Linked DNA regions of Danio rerio: region 2 is linked to region 1. The links are chromatin contacts, called in public Micro-C maps. All regions are on one chromosome and are shown on one strand. The core of a region is the stretch at or near the end of the contact, and the rest is flanking DNA. Distances in the headings are between cores, read along the strand shown.

Region 1 (6,534 bases), core at 2,916-5,415:
AACACACTCTTCTTTTTTTCCCCCACTCTATATCCGATTTTGCGTACTCTTCATCACGAGGAAGACAAGTAGGAATCATTAATAAGTGTGTTTATTATGGAAGAATTGGATTGGAGAGGTGTTATATCCAAAACAAATGCATTATAAGTTTATAATAAAGTTATACATTAAAATACATATTAATAAATTAACCTATAATTAATTAAATGAATTAAAACGACAGTATTTCATTTACCAGAAACAAAAATATAACATTACAATGAATTCATAATTTTTTTGTTTGCCACACCAAGACCTCAAATGGCCACCCCTAAGGATATTTTCTAGAGGCGCCACTGCCTCGGTTTCTTTTCTTAGCTGACAAGAGTGTCATCTTGTGTGCTTTTTATTTTAGATGACTTGAGCAGTCATAGATATTCATCTGAATACTTTGCTTATGACAAGTGGTAATTCGAGTTACTGTTGTATTACTGTTTGAGATTCTGAAATACTCAGTCTAGCCATCTGACAGCAACAACCATGCCACATCCTTCAATTTTAATGCCTTACTTCCTCATGCTGTTTGACCTTTATCAGATCACCCCTGAGCATCCCTAACTGAGTTGCTGCTATGTGATGGGTTGGTAAGATATTTGCGTTAACAAGCAGTTGAACAAATAAAGTGGCTAGAGAGTACGCTTTTAGTAAATCTTTTGGTGTGCTGGACAGGGTGAGTCTTGGGCTTTTCTGTTCCTTCTCTAAAATGAGTCCGGCTCATTTATCATCTCCCCCAGGAAAGATGTTTCTTGTGTCCCCAGTTGGCCCTTAAATCAGCCTGGCCACCGCTACACCCACACTGTCCAGGCAGCTTGACACACTTATAATGATGATGAAGTGGCCTTAACACATTTATCTGTGTGTGTGTGTGTGTGTGTGTGTGTGTGTGTGTGTGTGTGTGTGTGTGTGTGTGTGTGTGTGAGGAGCAGAAATACATACAGTGGCAGTCAAATATCTAGACACAATTGGCTAAATGTTTTATTTTATTGATTTTAATGGCTATTATGCTATGTTTTTAATATATTGTGCATTTGAGATCTGCATTCATGTGTGTGTGTGTGGTTAATTTTACACCTTTCTGTCAATACTTTAATCTAGGGCAGCATCGATATGAATATGCGCAGGTGTGTGTATAATTTAATTTCAGTATTTCAGCTTTTCTAACGCCGCTCAGTTTGATTAGGAAATTAAAGTGATACAGTTCCAGGCTTTTTGACTTTTCTTCCATCTGGGTAAGTTTTTTAGTTGAAAGAGCCTCTGCTAAAAGCCTCATCAGACCCAGGAAAAACCCTGACAAACATAAAAACATAAAGAATAAATAATAATAAAATATGTAGATATTTTCAATGGCACCCTAACCATACACACCGAATTCAACATATCAGTTAAATTGTAGAGACTACAAGACCTGAAATGGATCTTCAGAATTAGGAAAAGTGCAGCAGGGTTTATACTTTGTCAGAAAAACGACATGGTTTTAATGTGTTTCTTTTGAACAATGATTTGAAGAAGGTTAATTGAGTAATCAGACACAGAATGAAGAATATGTACATATCTGCAAAATGCACCCTGACCATACACACCAAATTCAACACACCAATTCCATAGTAGAGACTCCAAGACCTGAAATGGATCTTCAGGATCAGGATTAGGACAAGAGCATCAGATTTTAAACCTCATGTTTATTAAATACGGTTTATTATTTATTAATAAATAATAATATTATAATATTAACTAATATTATAATATTAACTAATATTAATTAATATTGTTATTGATTATTAGATATTATTAAATATAAGTTTATTAAATAATCAGACACTACATACCAATTCCATAGTAGAGACTCCAAAACCTGAAATGGATCTTCAGATCAGGATTAGGACAAGAGCAGCAGGTTTTAAACCTTAGGTTTATTAAATAGGGTTTATTGTTTATTATTATTTATTAATAAATAATAATATGAACTAATATAATATTAACATATATTATTATTATTATTATTATTATTATTATTATTATTATTTATTATTAAATATTAGACACAGACAAAAAACTCTAACAAGCGTAAAAACAAACAAAAACATGAAGAATAAAGTTATATCAAAATATGTACATATCTGCAAATTGCACCCTGACCATACACACCAAATTCAACACACCAATTTCATAGTAGAGACTCCAAGACCTGAAATGGATCTTCAGGATCAGGATTAGGAAAAGAGGCAGCAGGTTTTAAACTTTAGGTTTATTAAATAAGGTTTATTATTATTATTTATTATTAAATAATATTATTATAATATTAACTAATATTAATTAATAATAATATTATTATTATTTATTATTAAATATAGGTTTATTAAATAATCAGACACAGAAAAAAAATTCTAACAAGCGTTAAAAACAAACAAACATGAAGAATAAAGTTATATTAAAATATGTACATATCTGCAAATTGCACCCTGACTATACACACCAAATTCAGCACACCAATTTCATAGTAGAAACTCCAAGACCTGAAACGGATCTTCAGGATCGGGATTAGGAAAAGAGCAGCAGGTTTTAAAACTTTGACAGAAGAACTAATGTGTTTCTTTTGAGCGATGATTTAAAAAAAAATTAAATAAGATGACATGCAAAACGTGAAGTGGGTCTCCAAAATTGGGAATCAAGCAACCATGAAATCAAATTTGAAATTCCTAATTCCAGCTATAAGAGAAAACATTCTCTTTAGTGATTGCACTGTTTTTACAACTTTTTAAAAAATTGTTATAGATGATTGATTGTTAAAGAGTGAAATAAAAACATAATTTAAAAAAAATAATATGTAAAATTTGAAAATGTTAACAATAAATAACCAAGATCTTAATAATCAGAAATAAGCCACTTAATAGTGAGAATTTAAAATTAAAGGGATAGTTCATCCAAATAAATATGTAATTATGTCAGCATTTACCATTTGTTTTAAACCTTTATGAGTTTCTTTCTTCGGTTAAACACAAAATAAACTCTTTTTTTTTTTTTAAATGCATGTAGTATAAATAATGTAGTATTTATTTTACCTACGGAAGTCAATGATTTTCATCTTTCTTCAAAATATCTTGAAATGTGTTCAACAAAAGAAAGAAACTCAAAAAAGTTTGTAACCTGAGGGAGAGTAAATAAATAGTGAGTACATTATCATTTTGGGTGAAATATCACTTCAAAGTATTTCAAAGTATTATTGAAAACGATAGCCACAAATCAATGGACTAGACATTGGAAAGATATTTTGTCCAATGATATTTCCATAACACTTTATATTCACAAATGAACTCATGTTAGTTCTTGATTAGTACATGCTTTGACTCATATATTTCCCTATAAAGTAATGTTTAGTTGACATATTATTACATCACTATCCATGTACTCTTATTGTAAGCTGTTATCAATATTTCCAAAGGAAAATATGCATATTTTTTATTTCTTAAGTTGTTTATTTATTTATTTATTTATTTTTAAAATGAATGACTTGATAGAAAATTAGGAAATAATTATACATATATATATATATATATATATATATATATATATATATATATATATATATATATATATATATATATATATATATATATATATATATATATATATATAAAAATAAATGTCATCTTTATTCACAAAACATAATAATAACTGTAGGTCATTCAGGTCAAAACACGTGTAATACGGTATATAAACACGATATATAAACTTTCGAACTGGGTAATTAACAATATTAATCATCTGTTATGTGAAGCTTATACAGCACAGTAAAATACTACATAATAGAATACTAAATACATTATAACAGCTGTGAAAGCTCTTGTTGATTATTTTTTTCACCGAGAGGTGTGACTTTAGTGAGGAAAATATAATGTACAGATCATTCAGACAAACTGAGGGATGAGGGTTGAAATATTTTATTTTCTATTATTTTCACCATAGTGGAAGATTATCATAATTCAAAACGCTGTAGTCTCTCGAGAGGACAAATGTGGGAATGTAGTCTGCGCGCAGGACCAACTGGACCTCCTGAATCCATTCCGCAGTTTGTCTGTGTCCGGCTCTTTCCTCCGCGCCGCTGATGCTACTGCAGGACTGTGCGCGCAGACGGTGAAGCGCGCGCGGCAGTGAGAGGACTCGGCAGCAGGGGGACCTCCTACCCACCGCAACCAGGGCTTTAATTCCGTTCTCTGCAAGACCCCAACGGAGTCCACCGCTGAGATCCACACAACCCGCACGGTTACGGATTAAATGCATTTAACAATCTGTTTCCCCGAGAAAACTGTGTTTATCTGCGCCGTAAAACTCTCAAGGTAAGAAGCGTGCGCGTAATTGACAGCTTAATTTCATGTGCAATTGTTGGACGCGGTGTGTGCTTTGCCTGGCTCGCGCGCCGGTTTGAACGTAGGCTACTGCGAGGATGATTTCCACAACGTAGATTAAAAGCATGTGTCAGTTGTGTCATTATGTGTTATTGTCTCATCCCTCACTGTTTTATCTTGTGGGAAGCGCTTTAATTCTCAACATGTCACTGCCATCGATCCTAGGGCTGCGGGGAATTGGACCGCACTCAAGTGACCATAAGGTGCGACAGTGAACTGTTGATTGTGAGGCTGCCTGAGTCTTGGCGTTTAATTTTAGACGTAGAACAGCATGGATGTGTTATAATAAACACAACAATTGACTTTTGAAGTGATCGGGTTTCATTTACGCTTTTACAAGTTCACGCATATACAGGCAAATGGATGTTATTACGCACGGATCGATACGAGTGCACTAAACATAACATGTCATGGTAAATAAATCGTCCTGTTTAGAACACATGAACTGCATCTAATCAAGTCAATTATGACGTAACGTAGTATTGTTTTGTAGCGCGTAAATGCGCAGAGATGCGTGTGTGAATGCATAATAAACTGCATGTGTTCTGTTATTCATATATTCAAAAAAATAAACAAATAAAAATAAACAATGGACAAAACTTCACATGTAAGCTTAAATAGTAAATATCCTTTCCATAAATGTTATAATCTAAAAACCACAAATAACATTTCAATAAGTCAACATTTAATGATTTGTGGATTTTATAATTTACAATTTTGTTTGGAATTGATTTCTGTGATTTAGTTGAAGGAGCTACTAAAAATACATAAACTGCAATATCCATGCATAAACTCAGTAACATTAAAAATCTAAACCAGTCCTATCAGTTTAGGACAACATTATTTGAAATGCTAACTCAGAACTGGAAATTCTGTCATCATTTACTCATCCTTTAATTGTCACAAACCTGTTTGAGTTTATTTTTTAGCATAATTTTGTTTGTGTTTAAGTGAAGGAGCTACAAAAATATAAAGTGCAATATGCATGCATGAACTCACTGAGATTGGAAACCTAAGCGGTCTTATCAGTCAACATTCTTTAAAGGGATAGTTCACTCAAAACTGGAAATTCATTTACTCACCTTTTACTTGTCACAGACCTGTTTGACTTAATTTTAATTTATTTTTGAACACAAAAGAAATTATTTTGAACATGTTGAAATGGTAACCTTTGACTTTCATTGTGTTTTTTCTTACCATGGAAGTCAGTGGTTACTAGTTTCTTTAAAATATCTTCTTTTGTGTTCAGCAGAACTAGGAAACTCATGAAGATTTGGAAACATTGGTGAGTAAATTGTAAATTTTTGTGTGAACGTTCCCTTTAAGGTTTTTATTTTTTATTTTTTATATATATATATATATATATATATATATATATATATATATATATATATATATATATATATATATATATATGTATTTTTTTTTTTTTACTATTGTAAACAATAGATGTATGGCAGTGAATAGGGCTTCCTGAGTATTGATTGTTAGGCATTTTGGCCAATTTATAATATAGTTTTTGGGTAAATTTTGTTTATACGACAAAAATGAAAATAGCAAAACTAGTGGAGTGGAGTGGATGTGCACATGCAATTTTTATTTTATTTTAAAGGGCTCCATAAATCATCTTTTGTAAGCTGTTTAGACAGAACTGTGGAAATATACAGGGTGAGCTATTTATATGGATACACCTTAATAAACTTATTGGGAATTTCACAAGAAAAACAATGGTGTGCTTGGTTTTAAACGTAGCTTTATCTTTCATGAGTTATTTACAAGCCCCCTCACATACAGTAGACTAATGTGCCACAAACAGGACGTTAATATCACCAACCATTCCCATTTTATTAAGGTGTATCCATATAAATGGCCCACCCTGTAGCATGTCCACAGACATATGATATAAAGACAATAAGTCCCTTTTTTATGTCCTGATGTTAAAATAGGATCCAAATCCCTCCCATTTCAAGGTCGACTGCAATGTGACATAGGAGTGTTGTTCCCCACCCACCGAGTTGATTGACAACTGTGTAATAACATGTCTATGTAGTAACACACACTTATAATTGTATCAACATGACATGACGTGCGC
Region 2 (6,093 bases), core at 2,551-5,050, 160 kb after region 1:
GGGAGCTATTTTCTACAAATGCCATGTGATAGTAAATACAGAAAAAAATCCTTCTGTTGTGATTTTGCTAAACATACACCTTATCTGTTCCATTTCTTTTTTTTTTCATGAATTATTTGAGTAACTTATGTTACTTGTTTTTTTAAAGCACAACGAAGTGGCCTTATTATCCTTACAGGTCGTTCATTAAATATTAAAAAGCAACTTATTAAAATGAAAAGATTACTTTCAGCCTACAGTACAACCAATAACCCCAATAGTCTTCCCACATCAATATTATTGATGTGTTGAGTACTACTGTATTGCAGGGAATGAAAAAAGAAAACCCCCCAGAGTAAAAAATCCTCAAATAAGAATTAAAAGAAATGTATTCAAATGAGCTTTGTGATTATAATGTTGCATTAATTTCATGACAGATAAATAATGTTTCTTAAGAAACAGTTTTGTACCTTTGTAAATGTTGTACATTATATGGTACAGAAAAAACCTCCTATGAGAAATGAAGGCACACAATTGTTCTTATAAAAAAGGTACATAAGTGTTGGACAACTTCTTCTTTATTACAATATCTATGAAAATAATTATTTCTGGGAAAGCAATTTTAAAAGCATATGTTTAAAGAAACCCATAAACATTGATTATTAATTTCTATAATACAAAACAACTGGTAAAACATAAAACTATAGGTATATACCTAAACATTTAAGCGATTTTTTTTTTTAATAAACATTTGGTAAGCACTTTCTAATAAATACATTTTCATTGTAGATATCCCCAACTTTTGGTGTTCGCTTTACATGTGAGCTGGCAAAAGTCCTGCATATGCAAAGCGTTCTTGCAGACATTTTAGTAATATTACAATTAAATTAAAAATATCTTGTACACTATTTTGCATAATTCTGTTTCTAATTAATTGAGTAAATTGAAAACTGTGCATTTACACAAAAATATTTTTTTTTTGTAAACTGAAACTAAACTGTTTGATTGTTTTATATTTACTGAAAATAAATTGACACATTTTGTATAAATCAAAAGGCCTTTAAATGGTTCTTAAAGGGACACATTTGACACTGTTGAGGTACAAAGTGTCTTGTCACTGTAGTGTTACCCTTGTGGATCAGATTTGTACCTTTGATGAAGGTACAATATTGTATCTGCAGGTTTTAAAACCAAAGGTACATTTTGGCTCCCCATCGTACAAATCATGTCCTTAAAGGTATGACGGTACTAATTACTTTCTTTGTCTTAGGGTGCAATTCTGTTCCATGAAAAGGTACTGCCCTAGTGACAAGGGTTTTTACCTTCTTTGGTACAACATTGTACCATTTTGTCTGAGAGTGTAGCACAGATTTATTGTTTTAAATTAAATGCTTCAGTTCCCCAAACCAGAAATGCAACCCTTTATTTTAAAATGCAGTAGTCATGTGCAGAATGGTGGATTATTATTATTTTTTTGTGCAAAATATAGGTATTTTTGCTACATTTTTGCATTTACAGTGTTTGTCAATCTGAACTTTTAATTTATAAAATTAAATCTCGATTGTGCATTTTGCATCCTGATTGTGCACTTCCATTGTCAATCAATCTCTGTGCCGTGTCTCCTGTATACAGAATGCGCTCAGCTTGCCAAATTTACATAAATCTTTGATCGCTCGCAGTGTGACTCTGAAGTGCTGGACTGTATGTACTGTATGCAATTTTTCTCCCCAACAAACCCCACAATGTTGACAAAACCTGCACAGACGGTGGCACCCAAAAGGCAGAGGAAGGTAGAAGTTTGGAGTATTTGGAGTATTCTGGACAAGCTAAAAGAAGGTAGAAGTTACGCGGCTGCAGGGCACCATTATGGAATGAATTAATCTTCGGTTCGTTACATAAAGAAAGAGCTTACATTCTATGATACTGAACTTATTTTTGTATGAAGGTTTGACAGTGGTTAAACAAAAAAAAAAAAGAAAATGGTACAAATGTTAATGCCTGTCAGAGAAAGGTAGTGTGTAGTGAGGCGTTTTATTGTCTTAAAACATCTATAAAAATTGTAAAAAAAAAAAAATTAGGCTGACTTCGCGGATTTCGTCTATTGTGGGTTATTTTAAGACCACTGTACCTTGCTGGAGTTTAAGAGGTTTTATTGCAACAAAGTTTAGTGAATATTGGTTTAGCTGTTTACAACAGCCGTTTTATTGATTGGTCTTCTGGACTATTGCATATCGTTCCCTGATTCTCCAAGCCTTTCTCACATGACTGTTAAAAAGGTGGTAGATGGCAAATGTGGATGCTGGAAAATTCAACGCTATCTCACGGCAATTCGTAACTTAGTGGCTAATTTGTATGAATTCCTACAATCTCATTTGTACAATTTAGTACGATTTGCTAAATTTTCATACGACAGAAGTCTTCTGAATGAATTAGCCACTAAACTGACAAAACATAAAATAGTTGCAATATCTTGTTTGGATCAGGCTGGGAAAAATATGAGTGTGTGTGAGTGGGAATGGTCATGTATCGTCATGTAGCTTTTTCAAGTGTATAGTGTGGACCATGACTGTATTATTCTTGAATGCAGTAAAAACACCAGTCTGTACAAGTGTGTTTTTATATTAAAATGCTGTATCAAAACAAAAACACACTACTAGTGTAAATGCCACCTGACTGCGGCCCCCTTTGCTGTTTTTATTTTTTATCCAATCACATCTCACTTTTGTCCCATGTTTCCACTTCCTTTCCATCCTCAAATCACAAGACTCCTTTCACTGCTTCATTTCTGTATAATCCAATCTCACCTTTTCTTTCTGTCATGCCCTACACTTGTAGTAAAGAAAGAGCACTAGTAATGCAGCCTTTCACTTGTACAGATTTCCTCCCCTCTGCACTCTTTTATTTTCTGCTCTGTTATCTGTATTAGTGTGTTAAAGCTTTGTTGAGAATGATGCAGAATGAGCATTAGAGACTGAATTAAATTAACCATCCATTAAACTTATATTGTTAAACTGACTTAAAACAGCTTGAGTAACTTAGAAAATTAAGTTAGAACATGATTAACTTAGTTTAATAAGTTACAATGACCTAAAAACATACGCTGTCAGGACTAAGTGACAATTTTTTACAGTGCGGACACAGCTTATTCAGTTTAATTTATAAAATACTAATAAAATATGAATAGATTCAGTCAAACTGTGTGAAAACATATTCATTTTCATTCTTGAAGACTTTTTGAAATACACGTGTAGTTTAGTTTTTTTATTTAAAATTTGACAGGACAGGGCACTGCAGCACAATTCTTTGAAATGGGTCAAACACACACTTAAATCAATATTTAACTAATAAAAATACTACTATATAACATAATACAATAATTAAAAAAACATCAAACTCTATGAATTATGCGTAATCTATACAATTTAAGAGCATGAGGAATAACGGAGAGGGTTTACTGTCAACCAATAATATTCCAGACACATTTTAATATGACTATTTGCATGACTAACAATACATCCTTAGGCTCAATGACAACTTGAAATTATTTTCTAAACCTGAACTTATTTTCAAATATTTCCCCAGTCTCGCTGCAGCAGGTTCTTAAGTTTCTTTGGTTTTATAGTCCACTGTTTTAGTATAATACAAATTTATTTTTAAATCTATTTTACGATCCTCACATAAAAACAATAGTGTCAAAAACCCACTGTCACAACAATATCCACAAAATATCTCTTGAATGTTGTTGGTTTGACTGTAAATCCCACGTCAGAATGGTATAGAGCTGTTCTTTTGACAGTGTTGCGTTGTCTCCCTCTGCAGGTGAGTGAGGTGGAGGTGAACGGGCAGATCGAGGCCGTGTGTGAGAGTGTTTTCAGTGAGATGGAGTCTCAGGCTGTAGATGCTCTGGATCTGCCAGGCTCCGGATGTTTCCGCATGAGGAGCCACAGTTATGTGCGGGCCATCGAGAAAGGCTGCTCGCAGGAGGAGGAGGAGGAGAGAGCGACACGTCAGGCCATTTTACCTCCGCGGACTACAACTACTGTCAGAACCATACAGAGCAGCACAGGTATGAGCACAACTCTTTCATAAATCTAATCATGGCCAATGACACAACGCTCAGATTGTTTTTCAGCCTTATTTAATGAAGTTTACACTGACTTGAGTACACCTTTTTTAGAATAATAATAATAAGACATTTTATTTATAGTGCGCTTTTCTCAGACACGGAGCATGCAAGGCATACAAGGCAAGCAGTAAGAAAGGAGAACAATAAAGACAGTTTTAAAAAAAAAACACGACAATAAGACAATAAAATATGAACAATAAAATTGAATGATCAAATTGACAAAAATAATCAACTTAAGTTAAAAACAATGGTAAAGGTGAGTCTTGAGAGGTTTCTTAAAGCATTACTGATGCTGATGGGTAGACCATTCCATAGCTTAGGCATATTGTACGAAAAAGCTTGACCACCCATGGTCTTTAGTTACAACATGGCTCAGTGTACGTCCAGATGGAAAACGAAGACTGCCTGGTGGAAGTGGCGAGAGTTACCAGGTCACAAATGTATCAGCAGGGCCAGAGTGGGACTCCTTTTCAGCCCAGGAGTTTCAAGCCTTAGAGCAGCCTACCTCAGTTCACGACTGACTATATTAAAATAATGTCATTTCCAATTCAGTTTCTAATGACACTATCACGTCTCTTTCAAGAAAACATCTGCTTTAAAACTTCAAATGTTTTTCATAAATATGAGAACATTAAAAGGTAGCTAAATCTCCAGCACTATTCTTTAAAACAGCACAATGTCCTTTCCTGCAATATCTAAATATATATTATGTGCAAAATTTTTTATAGATACGGAGTCCTTTGTAACGGTGGTTACACAAAAAACTAAATACGTACACCTACATAAGTAAACCAAACAGCATTATATGTCTTAACACTAAAAATGAAAAAAAAAAAAACTAATTGTACTCGAATGAGGTTCAAATTCGGGTTGGCGGCAGCGCAACGTAACGTGCTGACCACTGAACCACAATAGTTCTGTTATGCCAGTTTGTTTGGAATAAAAAATAAGTATTGCACTGTCATCTGCAAGACTCTTTTAACCACAGTATTACTTTCTATTGATGGCTTAAACTTTTTCTCCCTTTTTTAGATTTCAGATCAAGTCATGTCAGATTTATTAATGTAGTGAATAATCAAATTTTCATTGAGCAGGTGTAATATTCATTATTTTAATTATTCGAATTCTTATATTCACTAAGGTGCCGCTGTTTGGGGTCGAATGATAGTTACGTCATCATTAACCTGCAGGCTGCATTTTGCTCATGGGGCTCAGAGAAAACAAAAGCTGCGGCAAAATAATGCATAAAAAGAGTGAGGCTATGGTGAAATAAATAATTAAATGAATAAATAAATAAATGTGACTGCTGAGAGTGCTAGCAGCTAGGGACATAGGCCATCACAGCCAAAAAACGGATCGGCCCACCCGGAATCCTCCCGGTCCACCCGATTAGCCAATCCGGACCTTGTAGTCAGGTGATAGCTCATGCACTGCTTTTTATGTTAAAATAAAGGTCGTAAAATCAATACGTGACTTAACAGTAACCCAGTGAAGTTTCTGAAGTATACAGTGATATGGTAGCATGAGAAAGTGTGTGTCAAAACCCAGAACATTTTGAGGAACATCTTTTCACTTTCTGTGTGTGCATATATATATATATATATATATATATATATATATATATATATATATATATATATATATATATATATATATATATATATATATATATATATATGAGCAATGTCACACGAGTAGCAGTGCGATATGGCTGTATATCGGCACTGGTGGGAGGCGTGTGCGGCCTCGTGCCTTACAACAGTTTGACGGCATAATTGTGTTTATAAAAACAAAATCAAACATGGAGAGTTTCAAAAACCCTTTTGTATGAGGAACTACTTTCTTCCACATTGGATTCAAATCATAAGCTGACAGTTAAACAGTTGAGCGTGCATCTTTTAAACTTTAGATCTGTAGTGTCTGCTTGTTGCTGGCTGTATGTGGGCGGAGTAATACACAAAGGGTAAAGAGGCTGTAGGAGTTCTGAT

The links. Hi-C and Micro-C count contacts between places; a contact is called where the count stands out from the background.
Region 2: a Micro-C map of caudal fin shows a contact between it and region 1, with 6 times the contacts expected there. The contact joins the enhancer-like site here to the promoter of dlgap1b in region 1. A contact is called at or near these places in 2 of 18 Hi-C or Micro-C datasets (caudal fin and an unstated tissue) and 1 of 4 datasets of contacts at active chromatin or transcription factors (embryo).

Annotation. Positions count from the first base shown.
Region 1 is chr24:9,381,582-9,388,115 of GRCz12tu, forward strand. It overlaps dlgap1b (discs, large (Drosophila) homolog-associated protein 1b), which reads left to right and starts at 4,166. Exons shown (of 13, transcript XM_073941580.1): 1 at 4,166-4,373.
Region 2 is chr24:9,546,316-9,552,408 of GRCz12tu, forward strand. dlgap1b (discs, large (Drosophila) homolog-associated protein 1b) reads left to right here. Exons shown (of 13, transcript XM_073941580.1): 7 at 3,799-4,045. Among named protein-coding and RNA genes, the nearest start is that of tgif1, 96 kb to the right of the region's middle. Within about 2 kb of position 3,801, at least 4 of the 62 cell types and tissues checked have an H3K27ac peak or open chromatin away from gene starts, as enhancers often do.